Regions from separate parts of the Mus musculus genome. Here regions 2 and 3 are each linked to region 1. A link is a contact called in public Hi-C data. All regions are on one chromosome and are shown on one strand. The core of a region is the stretch at or near the end of the contact, and the rest is flanking DNA. Distances in the headings are between cores, read along the strand shown. Region 1 has its middle 61 kb from the start of Gm23056. Region 2 has its middle 19 kb from the start of Gm23902. Region 3 overlaps Gm41950 (a long non-coding RNA gene).

Region 1 (4,412 bases), core at 817-3,316:
GTTTGGAAATAACACAGATGCTGAGTTTATACAGGAGGCATCCGTGCCCCTTTAGACTGTTTGTTTCCCCAGCTACTTGTGAAGATGTCTGCTTTGACCCAGAGTTACAGATAACAAATGAGATGCAATAATATACAAAGGATCTGGTGGGGACAGTTGTCTTTGGTACTCTGCAAGACTGCTGTGACAGTTCTAATTAACTTGTCACAACCTAGAGTCACCTGGGAAGAGAGTCTCAGTTGACGAACTACGTAGATCAGGTTGGTCTGTAGACACATCTGTGAGGGATTGTCTTGACTGTTCGTCGCTCACAGTGGGACCCTAGACTCTAGAGAAAGCTAGCTGGGTGACACGCAAGGAGACATGCAGCAAGGGTCCATTCACTTCTCGCTGTTCTTGACTGTGGACCTCACACAGCCAGTCGCTTTGAGTTCCTGCCTGGACCTTCCCTTCATGATAGACTGTGACATGGAACCCAAATAAACCTTTTCCTCCCCTAAATTGCTTTCAGTCAGAGTGCTTTGCCACAGGAACAGGAAGAAAAGTAGGGACCTCTGCCTTGCACCATCTCTCTGCGAGACTTCCGGCTTACAAAGCAGGGCCTTTTTCTCTCTCTCTCTCACATGGGCCTGCCTGGAAGATCGATCCAGGAGCCATTTATATTCAGGAGAGAGAAGAGACTTCATTTGATGTACAAGCAAACATTTGTATTCTCATCTGCGAGTGGAGTGCTATGCCCGGCTCTGTGGGCACTTGATGTCTAATTGTGCCGCAAATCCAGTTTGATTGGCCGCCGTGCTTATTTATTCTCTGCATTGTAATTGCTTAGACACATTGGACCGACCAAACTTATAAATGGCAAATTAAACAAGAGGCAAATGTGCTGGCCGACATACGGGCCGTATTGATCCAGGCAGGTTGATGCAGAGCATGAAACAGGTCTTTGAACGGGCAGCCAAACTTTCCAGAACTATTGACAGTTTTCCCCAAGGCCTTTCAATAAGCACACGTCGACTCTTGGCTTTTGAATTGCCTAACCTTTGGGTGGTGAAATCGCAGCATGTTGTTTTAATCTTTTTATAATGGACTAGAGTTCAATTTAGAAAAACAAAACAAAAAACAAAACAAAATTAAAAACAAAGCATGTCTCCTGAGTGCTGCAGGCAGGAGGCTATAAAGGTTTCAAGCAGCTCTGAAGCCACACTCATCTCCCAAAAACCTGTACTACGTTCTCCATCAAACCCCACTTCTGCTGATCTTCTCTTTAAACAGAGTCCTGGGAGCAGCAGAGGCATCCCCTAGGCAACTGTTGGAGAGCGGGGATGGGGGGTAAAGGGGGATGACAGTATAAAGTCCTGAGTTCAGATCTCCAGCACCCACAGAAAAGGCTGGGCCTGGCACCACACATTGTAATGCCAACACTGGGAACCCCTGGCCAGCCAGTCTCACCAAGTCAGTAAAACACTTTGTCTCCAAAATAAGGTAGAGGGCGGGTGAGATCTCAGCAGGTGTAAGCTCTTCTTTCCTAGCCTAGCTACTGAGGACAAGCCCAGGACCCACCTGGTGAAGAGAACTGACTCCCACAAGTTGTCCTGTGACCTCCGCATGGACACCGTGACACCTCCCCTAACTCCCCAAAAGATTTTTTTTGAAAAATTAGTTTGGATTTTTTTTTTTTTTTTTGAGACAGGATCTCCTATTTAGTCCTGGCTGTCCTGGAACTCACTATGTAAACCAGGCTGGCCTTAAACTCACAGATCTCCTTTCTTCTGTCCCCAAAGTGCTGGGATTAAAGGTTTGTGTCACCACATCTGGCCTCCACACGCTCCTGGACATATGGAAACACATACAAAACAAAGTCATGACAGCTAAGTCCTCTGTCCCTTTCTCTGAGCATCTCCCTTCTCTACACGACTGGAAGCAATGGCTTGCTTGTAGCATCCGCCTAATAAAGGTATGCTGTTTGTTGGGTAAATAGCACAGGGAAAGGGCCCTGAAGAGGAAGGAGGGTTGTGGAGAACCAAATGCACCCTGGAGACCATCTACTTCCCGTTTGCCCAGAGTCGGACCCTGGGGCCCAGAGCCGACTCCTTTCCCCAGCACAGTGCTGTAAGCTGAGTGTTCATCTGGAGCAGCTAAGACTCCGACCGATTTCTGGGCTTCTTCCCAAGAGTTTCCCATCCAGCCGGGACCAAGAGGCTGCGAGTTCTTAACAAGTCACAGGCAATATCAATGCTGCTAGTGCAGGAGTCACACTTAGCAAGCCCACACCCAGGGACTGGGGGTGACTCAGTCAGTAAAGTGCTTGACTTAACTCTTAGGATCTGAATTTAATTCCCAGAAACATTTTAAAAAGAAAAGAAAAGTCAGACACAGTGGCATGCATCTGTACTCCCAGCCCTGAGGAAGTGGGAACAGAGGGATGCCTGCGACTTACTGGCCAGTCACTCCTGTCTGAGTCATCTCCAGACCAAGGAGAGCCCAACAACGGAGATAAGAGTGTGTGTGTGTGTGTGTGTGTGTGTACACATGCATGTGTGTGCCACTGTTTTAAAGGACCCAAGATTCCAGCACCCATAAAGGGCAGCTCACAACTACCTGTAGCTCCAGCTCCAGGGATCCTGACATTCTCTTTTGTCACTCATCTGCACACACTCAAGCAGATGCACACACATATACATAATTAAAAATAAAACAAATCTTTCAAATAAAAGGGTTTTTTAAAAGAAAGAAAGAAAGAAAGAAAGAAAGAAAGAAAGAAAGAAAGAAAGAAAGAAAGAAAGGAAGGAAGGAAGGAAGGAAGATCAAAGAAAACCAGTGCTGGGCAGGTGAGACTCCGCCCCCACTGCAAGCCTCTGTCTTACCTTGCATAGTATTAAAACTTTTGCTTTAAACCTCTCAAAACTTGGCTCAAACCATTGCCCAAAGGCGGGTCCAAAAATAACTACAACCAGAACGAGAATGACTTCTCCTCCTTCAAGGCATAGGGAGGTCGCTACCCTGGCATTGTGGCAGTTACTTTGAAGAATCAGAGAGCAGAAATGGAAGGTGCATCTAGCCTGTCAGAAGACTCTGCCGAGGGAGCAGGTAGAATTGGATCCTTTCTGGCAGGTTGTTCCACAGACATCATTAGCTACAGAGGTTGCCCGGCCACTAGATGGCAGTCCTCAATTGACGTTCGAGTAACTTGGGTCGTTGGCCTCTAAACCCACTGATATCCACAAGGACAATAAAAAGCAGATGATGAATTTGATGGACTAAAATAGGCTAGCTTCTCTCCCGGGAAACTTGGCATTAAACAAATTCATTTAGCAAATGCAGAGCCTAGAACAATGACCCAAAACGGGGCTGCAAGCATTCCTTTTGGTCTCTAAAGGCAGGACCAAAGTTCCCACACTTAAGTTAGGAAGCACGGAGCCAACTGGTCGTATGGGAAACAATGCAGCGGAAAAGTAAATCTGTGGACCCCCAAAACATGAGGATAAGACATCTGGCTGTTATAATGCAAGTGATAGTAACCTGAAATGAGATATTATTAAAAGATGTATTGAAGTTTTCGAGCCAGGCATGGGGACACATTCAAGAGGCTAAGGCAGAGGGACTGTGCATTTGACACCAGCACAGACTGCAGACTGAGAATCTGTCAGAGAAAGAGGGATGGGGAAGGAGAAAGAAAGAGGACTAAAATCCACAGGAGAGGAGAAACTTAAACAAGTGGAAAATTGTTTCAATATATATTTTCTGATGGCCAGCCCAAACATGGCACACTATAAATAACAGGCAGTGTTTTCCATGTCAAAGTGGAGACTCACAGCTTGTGGGCTGGAAAACTAATGAGCTATAAGCATGTATGAAATGAGGGAGCTGTCAGCATGTCCAGAGTGGGTGACGGCCACAGGGAGCAAAACCATCCAGAAAGCACAATTGCCACCCCCTCTGCTCAAACTGCCACCTCAGCCGTCTCTCACGGGAGCTGCGTGTGGACGCACTTGGGCTTCCTGTCCCGAGGCTTCAGAAAGTTAGGCATAATCCCAATAAAAATGTAGGAGGTTTTTTGGTGCTGGGATTCTCTGGATAATTGCTTTCATTTTCACTGGCCATGTTGCAGAACCCCTGAATGTTATATGGGCCTTTCCTTTATCTCGTTGACGACATCTGCTGTTTGCAGACTCCACTAATCACTGGAATCACCCAAGAGCTCTTCCCCAAACCCAAACCACCCCAACCTATTGCTGCAAATCTTATGAAGTAGCAGTGGCATGAGAAAGCTGTGCTGGTTTCTAACATACGCACACCATAGGTTGTGTACGCTGTGTGCATAACTCTTATGCTCTATTATTGATGGCATAATAACAAGAAAAAAGCCCGTGTGGGTTCCATACGAAGGTGTGCTTGTGTACGTGTGTGTGTTC
Region 2 (4,412 bases), core at 880-3,379, 320 kb after region 1:
GGGATCAGGCACAGCTAAACCCAGCTCCCCAACACACACACACCCAAGACAGGGTTTCTCTGTGTAGCCTGACTGTCCTGGAACACTCTCTATAGACCAGGCTGCCTTCAGACTCAGAAATCCTCCTGTCTCTGCCTCCTGAATCCTAGAATTAAAGCCATATGCCAACACCGCCTAGGATTAAACTTATCCTTTTAGATGGTGTACTGGCTAATTTTGTGTCAACTTGACGCAGGCTGGGTTATCACAGAGAAAGGAGCTTCAGTTGAGGAAATGCCTCCATGAGATCCAGCTGCAAGGCATTGTCTCAATTAGTGATCAAGGGAGGAGGTCCCCTTGTGGGTGGTGCCATCTCTGGGCTGGTAGTCTTGGGTTCTATAAGAGAGCAAGCTGAGTAACTCAGGGGAGGCAAGCCAGTTAAGAACATCCCTCCGTTGCCTCTGCATCAGCTCCTGTTTTTGAGTTCCAGTCCTGACTTCCTTGGTGATGAACAGCATTGTGGAAGGGTAAGCTGAATAAACCCTTTCCTCCCCAACTGCTTCTTGGTCATGATGTTTGTGCAGGAATAGAAACCTTGACTAATACAGATGGGTAGAAGGAATCCAAACTCAGGTCTTCCTACTTTCATGACAAGAACTCCTCCCCACTGAGCTACCTCCCCAGCCCAGAATGTAATGGACGCAGGCCTCACAGAGGTTGAACTGGACAGTCGTTCTTGCCAAGGCAGGAATAAGGCCCTTGCTGGCAGGGTCTTCCCCTCTCTGCTTTGCTCTGAATCTTTTCTCTGTCCCATAACTCCTGCTCTCCATAAAGGTGACTCACCTAAAGCCCCTGTGCTTCTCTTAATCTAACCTTCCCACTACAGACTCTCATTCAGTCCCTGTTGAAATCTCTCGGGAAGAGAGTAGTTAACCTGACTCATCTTTGTCTCTGGAGCCACAACTCGGGACATCCATCACTTAGAATATCTTATCAATCAGTTATGCTTGAAGGAACATGAAGCCCAGTCGTGCCGAGCAGCCTCTTCCACAGGACTGTACAAGGGATAAAGTGCTCAGGCATGGAGACACTGGGTCTAAGACCCTGGAATAACTCTAAACATCATACCTGTTTTCTCACCAACTTAATCTGCTTCTAATACTTGTTGTACATATGTATGTACATGTGTGTGTGCATACTCATGTATAGGGGTGCATGTATGTGTATAGGATACACACACACACAGTGTGAAGGCCCAAGGACCACCTCAGATGTGGTTCCAGAGGAATTCTGTACCTAGTTTTTTGAGTCAGAGCTTCTTACTAGCCTAGAACTCATGGACATGGTTGTGTTGGTAGCCAATGAGCCTCCCCTTTTCTACCTCCCTAGCATGGGGGATTATAAGCATGCACCAACATGCCAGCTTTAAAAACAAAACAAAATCGCATACATTCACTTATCTATGTATATTTATTTATTTTGTGTGGGTGTACATGTGTGTGCCACAGTACATGTCTAGAAGTCAGAGAACAGCAGGCAGGAGTTGGGTTCTCTTCTGTCACCAGGCGAGCCCCAAGGATCACCTAAGTATAGGCTTGGTTGCAGCCACCTTTACAGACTCAGCACCACCAGCCCAATCTTGGCCTTTTTAAAACATAAGTTCCAGGGATCAAACTCAAGCTGTCACGCTTGTAATATGAATATGTTGTCTTCATAGGCCTTTGCTATGAGTTTTTATAATATTTGTCTTCTTACATAAACTGGGAGTGTTCACATGAATAAAAGACAAGATATCGACATGCCTAGCTTTGGTTACTCCTAGGACAAAAGAGAATGGGTAAGGGAAGAGGGCAGAAGAAGAAAAACACAAAGCAAGAGAAGGATGCGTTTGACAGACTCAGACAGGTGCTGTGAGAAAGACTTGGCACTTTAGCAAGAGAGGAAAGCAGAAAACACAGCTTGAGAGGATTGAGGTCCAAGCCAGCTCACATCTCAGGCCTGGACCAATGGAAAACAGAGAGTGCTTCATGGAAGACAGAGGTTTTAATGGGTGACAAAGGCTACCCTAATCCAACAGGCTCCTGTGACTCAGCTCTGCCCTGTGGAAAACATCCCATGCCTCCAACCACACTGGGTCACTGGGTTCTTCTCACAGGAGTGCCATGTCTCTTCCTTGACACCAGAGTGTGGTGCATTGTTACTGAATAGCTCATCTGAGTAGCCTAAGCTAACTCCACTTACACTAGAGCCAAAGAAGACTCCAACTGACCACAGTAAATAAAGCAAGCAATTATAAGACTCAGCCCAGTGTGCCCAAAAGCACAAAGTGAAACAGGAAACATTTGTGCCCTGTGACAGAAGTTTCTCGCAACTGTTTGCTGGGCCAAAACCTTGGCTTTCATTCCTCTCTTGATTTTTAAAGCTGGCCTTTGAATACTACCTGGTAGATAGTTGGTTCTTTTGATGTTTAATGCATTTATGAAAAAGATGAGTTATCTCATTTTCCGCAAAGGTGGCCAAGCCTGTTCTGTATGGAAAGAAGCATATGTGACCATGCGAGAGTGAAAGCTGTTTTTTCTTTGAAGGTTCAAAGTTAATATGTCAATTAAGTTTCAAGGAACTGTGCATCAGACCTTGAAATGTGGAAGCTAGGTTAGGAAGCTCAAAGCGCAGGGTTAGACAGTCACTATTAGGAAAATAAATGAATCTGAAATACTGGTCATAGCGGAGAACTTTTTCTTCTCTGTTTTGGTCCTGGTGTATATGTGTTTGTGTGAGTGTGCACATGGGTGTGTGTGGAAGCCAAAGGTCAATAAAGAACATTTTCCTCTATCATTCTCTACCTTATTTCCTGAGATGAGAGCCCCACCCATCCAGAAACATTAGCTGACTTTCAAGTGTCCAGGGGTCCTCCTGTCTCTGCCTCCTGAGTGCTGGGGTTATAGGTTCACAGTTCCAAGGTTGGCTTTTGCATGTGTGCTGGAGATTTGGACTGAGATTCCCATGCTCAGCTGGCAGGCACTTCACCAGCCGAGCTGTCTCTCCAGAAGACTTTTTATGTTTTCATTGTTGCCTCCAATGATCTACCTTGGCCTTCTTACTGCAGGAAAACTTAAAAGGAACTTTTTTGATCATGTCTGCCAAAGCAAGGCCACCTAAAAATTATGTTTGATTATGTAGATAGGTTGGAATATAAGCACAAATCCCAGTGCTGTGGAGGTGGGGACAGGTGGATTTCTGGGGCTCAATGGCCTGTGAGTGGCGCCTACTTGGCAAGTTTCAGAGCAGTGATAGATGAAGCTGGACAGTGTTCCTAAGCCTAATGCCCAAGGCTGTCCTCCAGCCTCTACTCACACACACACACACACACACACACACACACACACACATATACACACACACACATACACATACACATACACACACACACATACACACACACATATACACACACATACACACACACATACACACACATATACACACACATACACACACACATACACACACATATACACACACACACATATACACACACACACACACATACACACACACACATATACACACACACATATACACACACACACATACACACACACACATATACACACACACATATACACACACACACACATATACACACACACACATACACACACATACACACACACATATACACACACATACACACACAGAGGAACACACACAGAGGAACACATACACACACAGAGGAACACACACAGAGGAACACATATATATACACACACAGAGGAACACGTACTCACACATTAATAATAAAGATGAAAATGAGATACATGACCATATTTTTTAAAAAGCATAGCTAACAAGCAAAGCCCATCAAAAAAATTAAAGAGTCTTTTACTGTTTTCTCTATCATCATATTGCTTTTTCCACGGGCTTCCGTTTCGGGCATCTGTAATTCTTGATATTTTTATTTTTAAAACTTATTTTTGCTCAGAGGCACTATCCCTTCGTGAGTCTATCTGAATCAGGAAGTCAGGCCCCTTCAGGAAAGCATGGTCCAGTCTGTGGTAGGCAGAACTTCCTTATCATGAGGGCATGCCCCTGCCCAGACATTACAAAGAAATGTTAGAGGTTTCTTTATTCTAGACCATCCCTGCTGACTACAAGAGGAAAGGATATGAAGACAAACCCAGAAGGAGTTCCCTATTTGGAGCTAGAATTCATCAGATTACTGGGCTAACCAGCTTTTTTTTTTTTTTCCCAAAAAAAAAGTTCAAAGGAAAAAAAACAGGTTAAGAAGGGGATTGTTTTATGTCAAGAATTGCAAACACCTAGACAAGACTGGGGAGGAGATACTTGCCATGCCAAGTGTGAGAACCAGAGGGCAGATCCTCAGCACCCTCACCACTGAAAGGCCATGCAGTGCAGTCCCAGCAGCTGCAGGC
Region 3 (4,412 bases), core at 1,078-3,577, 280 kb after region 1:
CCTGCCTGGTGAGGGACTCCTTTTGGTGCTGTCTACCATGGTGAAACACAGCCAAAAGAGCCCTGGCAGAACCAAGCTGACACCAAAGAGACCTCACCAGAACCAAGCAGATACACATGAACCCCTGAAACAATGAGATGCATAAACTTTGTCTACTATAAAGCTAGTTTTTTTGGGGGGGCGGGGGGAGAAGAGTTTATTCGTTTTATAGCTTGTAGCCCATCATCCAGAGATATGAGGACAGAACCTTGAGATAGGAACGGAGGCAGAGGCCATAAGGGAATGCTGCTTTCTGACTTTCTCCTCATGGCCATAAAGCTAGTTGGACTCTAACACTTCACCATAAGAACAAACATCATGGTTGAGTACATCTTCCCTAATTCCGGGATTGATACCTGGGGCCAATGTCTGCAACCAGTGAGGTGGCTCGTAGGGTTAAGGAACTTGCTCCCGAAGCCGGGTAACCTGTGTTCAATCCCAGAACCCACCAGGTAGAAGAAGAGCGCTAACCGCTGTAAATTGTTCTCTGGCCTGTATGTGAGCTCTGTGGCACATGGATGCCTACATGCACACCACAGATATACCTATATACATACATACAAACTGTAACTTAAAGAAAAACACATCAAACCCTAGCTGCAATGCATGTCCCTTGGTTATAAGGAAGGCTGGGGAGGGGGAGAGGAAGGTCTAGGAATCAACTCAGGATTCTCACAGATTAAGATAAGAGAGGATTTAAATGTGTGTGGGGGTGACAGGCGAGAGTCTCATCGCAAACTGAGAATGCAGTGGCTAGCAATTGATAGTGACAGGGGAGATAGAGAAGTCACACAAGGAATGAACTCTGGGAGTCCAGTTCTGAACGCTGGAACAGCACAGAGTCTGTGGCAGGCTTTGCACTTAGCTCTAGCACACAAGGATTAAGCCGTGGCTGGAAGGCATATTGTTTAAGGGACAGAAAAGTAGGTCTAGGGGTAGATGGCTCAGTCAGGGAAGTGCTCTCCTGGCAAGCTTGAGGAACCTATGTTAAAAAAAAAAAAAAAAAGCCAGTTGTGATGGTCGTGGCTTAAAGTGAGAGTACGAGGAAGCAGGGACAGGCAGATCCCTGGGGCTCATGGGTACGCACAGCCAGGCTACTTAAGTTCCAGGCCAGTGAGAAATGTGGTCTTAAAAACCACAGTAGACACACTGTCTGCCGGTCTCTGTCTGTCTCTCTGACTGTCTGTCTGTCTATCTGTCTCTCTCTCTCTCTCTCTCTCTCTCTCTCTCTCTCTCTCTCTCTCTCTCTCTCTCTCTCACACACACACACACACACACACACACGGGGTTGGGGGAGAATGAGGTTTATTTAGCTTGAAATCTGGAATGCTAGACATCCAAGATTGGGCAGTTCCATTGGTTCAGCCTCTGGTGAGAGTCTCCTCAGACTGGATCACATCATAGTGAGTGACATCCTGGCAAGAAAGAGAGAATACGTGTGAATATATGATGAAACAGGAGGCCAGGAAGCCACTGGGGGGTCAGGTTTGTGCTGTCCTAAGAGCCTGCCCTCGGGGCAGCAAACCCCGATACTCTAAACATCTCTTCACAGACCTTTAACTCCACCACACTGAGAACCAAGTTCCATAAACCTTGCTTGGACTAAGCATATCCAAACCACACCAAACACTTTTGTCTCTATTGCTCTTTCTTTCCCTTTAGTGCAAAGTATATAAAATATCATCACAGCATTCTTGTCTATAGTTCAGTAGATGAGCATAGGATAGGGTTTCTAGAACTTTCTCATCTTGAAAATCTGAAGTGCCACACTCTTTAAACAATGACTCACCCTTTTTCTCTTCTCCTCGGTCCCTGGAAACCACCTTCTACTTTCTGTTTCTGTGAATTTGACTGCTTCACGTAGCTCACATAAGCAGCTTCACACACTGTTATGGTTAAAACCACACACACACACACACACACACACACACACACAATGGAGATGTGACTGCAGGGAGACAGGGCCACAGAGAGAAAGTTGGGCTCTCCATGTGATTTTTACAGTGTTAGCAAGGTAGAAGACTACAGTTCTAACAGTTCATCAGCCCACTACAAATGACACTCTAAATGACAACAGTGAGCTTAATGCATACACATGCCTCCAAGCTAAGTCCTTCAGCTACCACTGCTCTAACAAATGGCCACTTCTCAACACCTGATGCTACAAACTCTGGAGCCTCTGTGGAGGAGGTGTAACTCAACCCCTGGAAGTTCCAGACTATGGTCCCGGTCAAGTGCAAGTTGTGTCTTCCTCTAAACACCAGCAAACACAGCTTTCTATAAAGGGGTAGTTAAAAAATAGGAACTTAAAAAAATGCTTTGTGTATATGTGCTCATGTGTGTCAGTGCAAGAATATGCATGCCATGCTGCACGTGTGGAAGCCAGAGGACACCCTTGGGTATAGGTCTTTGCCGTCTACCTGGCTCCAGTGAGGATGCCCCTGTTCTTGTCCATCACTGGGAACACCACAGAGCTGGTTTCTGAGTCTCTGGCAGTTCTCCCCCTCCCCATAGGAGCACTGAGACAATCAACGCACACTGCCACATCTGTTTGTATGTGAGTTCTGGGGGTCCAGGCTCAGGTCCTCACAGTTGTGTGGCAAGTACTTTACCACTGAACCATCTCCCTGGTGCCCCCCCCCCCCGACACAAAACTCTTAAACTCACATGCTGTTCCAACAAAAACAGAAGACTCCAATCATGAAGGCATCTCTCTTTAAAAAAGAAAAATTGTTTTCCATGTTATGTGTGTGTATGTGCTATGTGTACCTGCTCTGTGCACCACACACATACAAGTACCTGCAGAGAGTGTGGGATCCTCTGGAGCGGGAGTTATGGGCAGCTCTGAGATGCTTGTGGTTTGTTTTTTGGATGATTTTTTTTTCTTGAGACACGAACCCCAGTGCTCTTCAGGTAAGTTCTTAATTGTTGGGCCACCTCTCCATCATAGTTCGTCTCTTTTAGCTTGGGAGTTTGAGGAAGGTCAGGATCTCACATAGCCCAGGCTGACCTCAAACTCACTAAATAACTGAAAATGACCTTGAACTCCTGGTCTTCCTGCCTACACCTCCAGAGTACGGAATCACAAGTCCATAGTGCCATTTGTGGGTTATTGTGATACCAGAGATCAAACCCAGGGCCTCATGCATGAGAGGCAAACTCTACCAGCTCAGGCACATCCCTATCCCTCAAATCCTCTTTTAAGGTGAGAGGAATTCTCTTTTTCCAGACTTGTCCAAAGAAAAGGCACTTTTGACAGAAGAGCCCTTTTCCTGACCGCTTGCTTCGCAAAGAACAAAAGATAGAAAGAGATCTTTGTGAAACATTGTGTCCAGGCCTTGCTGCTGATGTTTAACCCATACTTCCTGCGTGTAAAGCCAGCGACTCTGTGAGCACCTCCAACTTGAGTGCAAAGAGAGCCTGTACTCCCTGCAGGGCCCTAATCTTAGGAAGATCTGAGTAAGGAAAGAAAGGGAAAGGGGGCCAAGGTGCTTTCACGCTCATTAGCATTTTCAATTTCCTTTTCCAGCCCTCTTCCTGCTCCCTTCCTCTCACCACAATGAGCTAATTCTTCCTGATCGATGGTGGCTTGTAGATAACCGGCTGGGCTTTCTTGTTCTCATATTCTCCTGTCCATCACACAATGCGTTCCAAATGCAGCTTAGATGGAAGATGGCTGAACCTGAGCATCTTAAATATCCACAGAGCATGTTTCTCTTTCAAGCTGCTTCTTCCTTCAGCTTTCATAAAGGGAGAAGAAACCCTGGCTTCCTCGACCTTATTCTTTAGAGTCACAAAAGGGATACATGAACCATGTGGATGCTGGAGAAATAGTTCAGTTGTTAAAATGAATTGTCCCACAGGCATGAAAACCTAATTTCTGTCATCAGCATCCACATAAGAAGTGTGTGTGTGTGTCTGTGTGTGTGTCTGTGTGTGTGTGTGTGTGTGTGTTGTTGGGGGTGTGTGTGTGTGTGTGTGTGTGTGTGTGTGTGTGTGTGTGTGTGTGTGTCTGTATATGCTTGTAATCCCAGAACAGAAGAAGCTGAGATATGAGGGTCTCTGGGCTCAGGGAGCAGGAAGAGTATGCAAATACAGTAAACTCCAGGTCCAGTGAGGAAACTCTATCTCAAAAGCTAGGTGAAGGGAGCCAGAAAGACAAGTGAGCACTTCATCGTGCTTGATGCTCTTCCGGAAGACCTGAGTTCAGTTCTCAGCACCCACACTGCATGGCTCACAACTCCTGTAACTCCAGCTCCAGGGCTCTGACACCCTCTTCTGGCCTCTTCTGTCTTTCCTTTTACAAAAACATCTGAATCCTCTCTTTAGAGTGATCTTGCATTATTTTGCTGACAAGGCCACAATGGTCACCT

The links. Hi-C and Micro-C count contacts between places; a contact is called where the count stands out from the background.
Region 2: a Hi-C map of the C2C12 cell line shows a contact between it and region 1, with 2.3 times the contacts expected there. The contact joins two enhancer-like sites. A contact is called at or near these places in 2 of 39 promoter capture datasets (neural stem cells and pre-B cells), 2 of 15 datasets of contacts at CTCF or cohesin (large pre-B cells and pro-B cells), 6 of 484 Hi-C or Micro-C datasets (the C2C12 cell line, bone marrow-derived macrophages, muscle stem cells and 3 more) and 5 of 115 datasets of contacts at active chromatin or transcription factors (the 230-238 cell line, acute myeloid leukemia, bone marrow-derived macrophages and 2 more).
Region 3: a Hi-C map of bone marrow-derived macrophages shows a contact between it and region 1, with 44 read pairs. The contact joins two enhancer-like sites. A contact is called at or near these places in 2 of 15 datasets of contacts at CTCF or cohesin (large pre-B cells and stem cell-derived epiblast-like cells), 25 of 484 Hi-C or Micro-C datasets (the 63-12 cell line, the Ba/F3 cell line, CD8 T cells and 19 more), 13 of 115 datasets of contacts at active chromatin or transcription factors (the 230-238 cell line, CD8 T cells, DN3 thymocytes and 10 more) and 1 of 9 other capture datasets (embryonic stem cells).

The regions. Positions count from the first base shown.
Region 1 is chr1:128,823,160-128,827,571 of GRCm38.p6, reverse strand. No RefSeq gene overlaps it. Among named protein-coding and RNA genes, the nearest start is that of Gm23056, 61 kb to the left of the region's middle. Within about 2 kb of position 2,066, at least 65 of the 459 cell types and tissues checked have an H3K27ac peak or open chromatin away from gene starts, as enhancers often do. A contact at or near this core is called in the 63-12 cell line, the Ba/F3 cell line, the C2C12 cell line and 6 more, where this site is marked.
Region 2 is chr1:128,506,733-128,511,144 of GRCm38.p6, reverse strand. No RefSeq gene overlaps it. Among named protein-coding and RNA genes, the nearest start is that of Gm23902, 19 kb to the right of the region's middle. Within about 2 kb of position 2,129, at least 8 of the 459 cell types and tissues checked have an H3K27ac peak or open chromatin away from gene starts, as enhancers often do. A contact at or near this core is called in the C2C12 cell line, where this site is marked.
Region 3 is chr1:128,546,331-128,550,742 of GRCm38.p6, reverse strand. Gm41950 (a long non-coding RNA gene) reads right to left here. Exons shown (of 3, transcript XR_878510.1): 3 at 1,337-1,454. Among named protein-coding and RNA genes, the nearest start is that of Gm41950, 6.2 kb to the right of the region's middle. Within about 2 kb of position 2,327, at least 105 of the 459 cell types and tissues checked have an H3K27ac peak or open chromatin away from gene starts, as enhancers often do. A contact at or near this core is called in the 63-12 cell line, the Ba/F3 cell line, the HPC-7 cell line and 5 more, where this site is marked.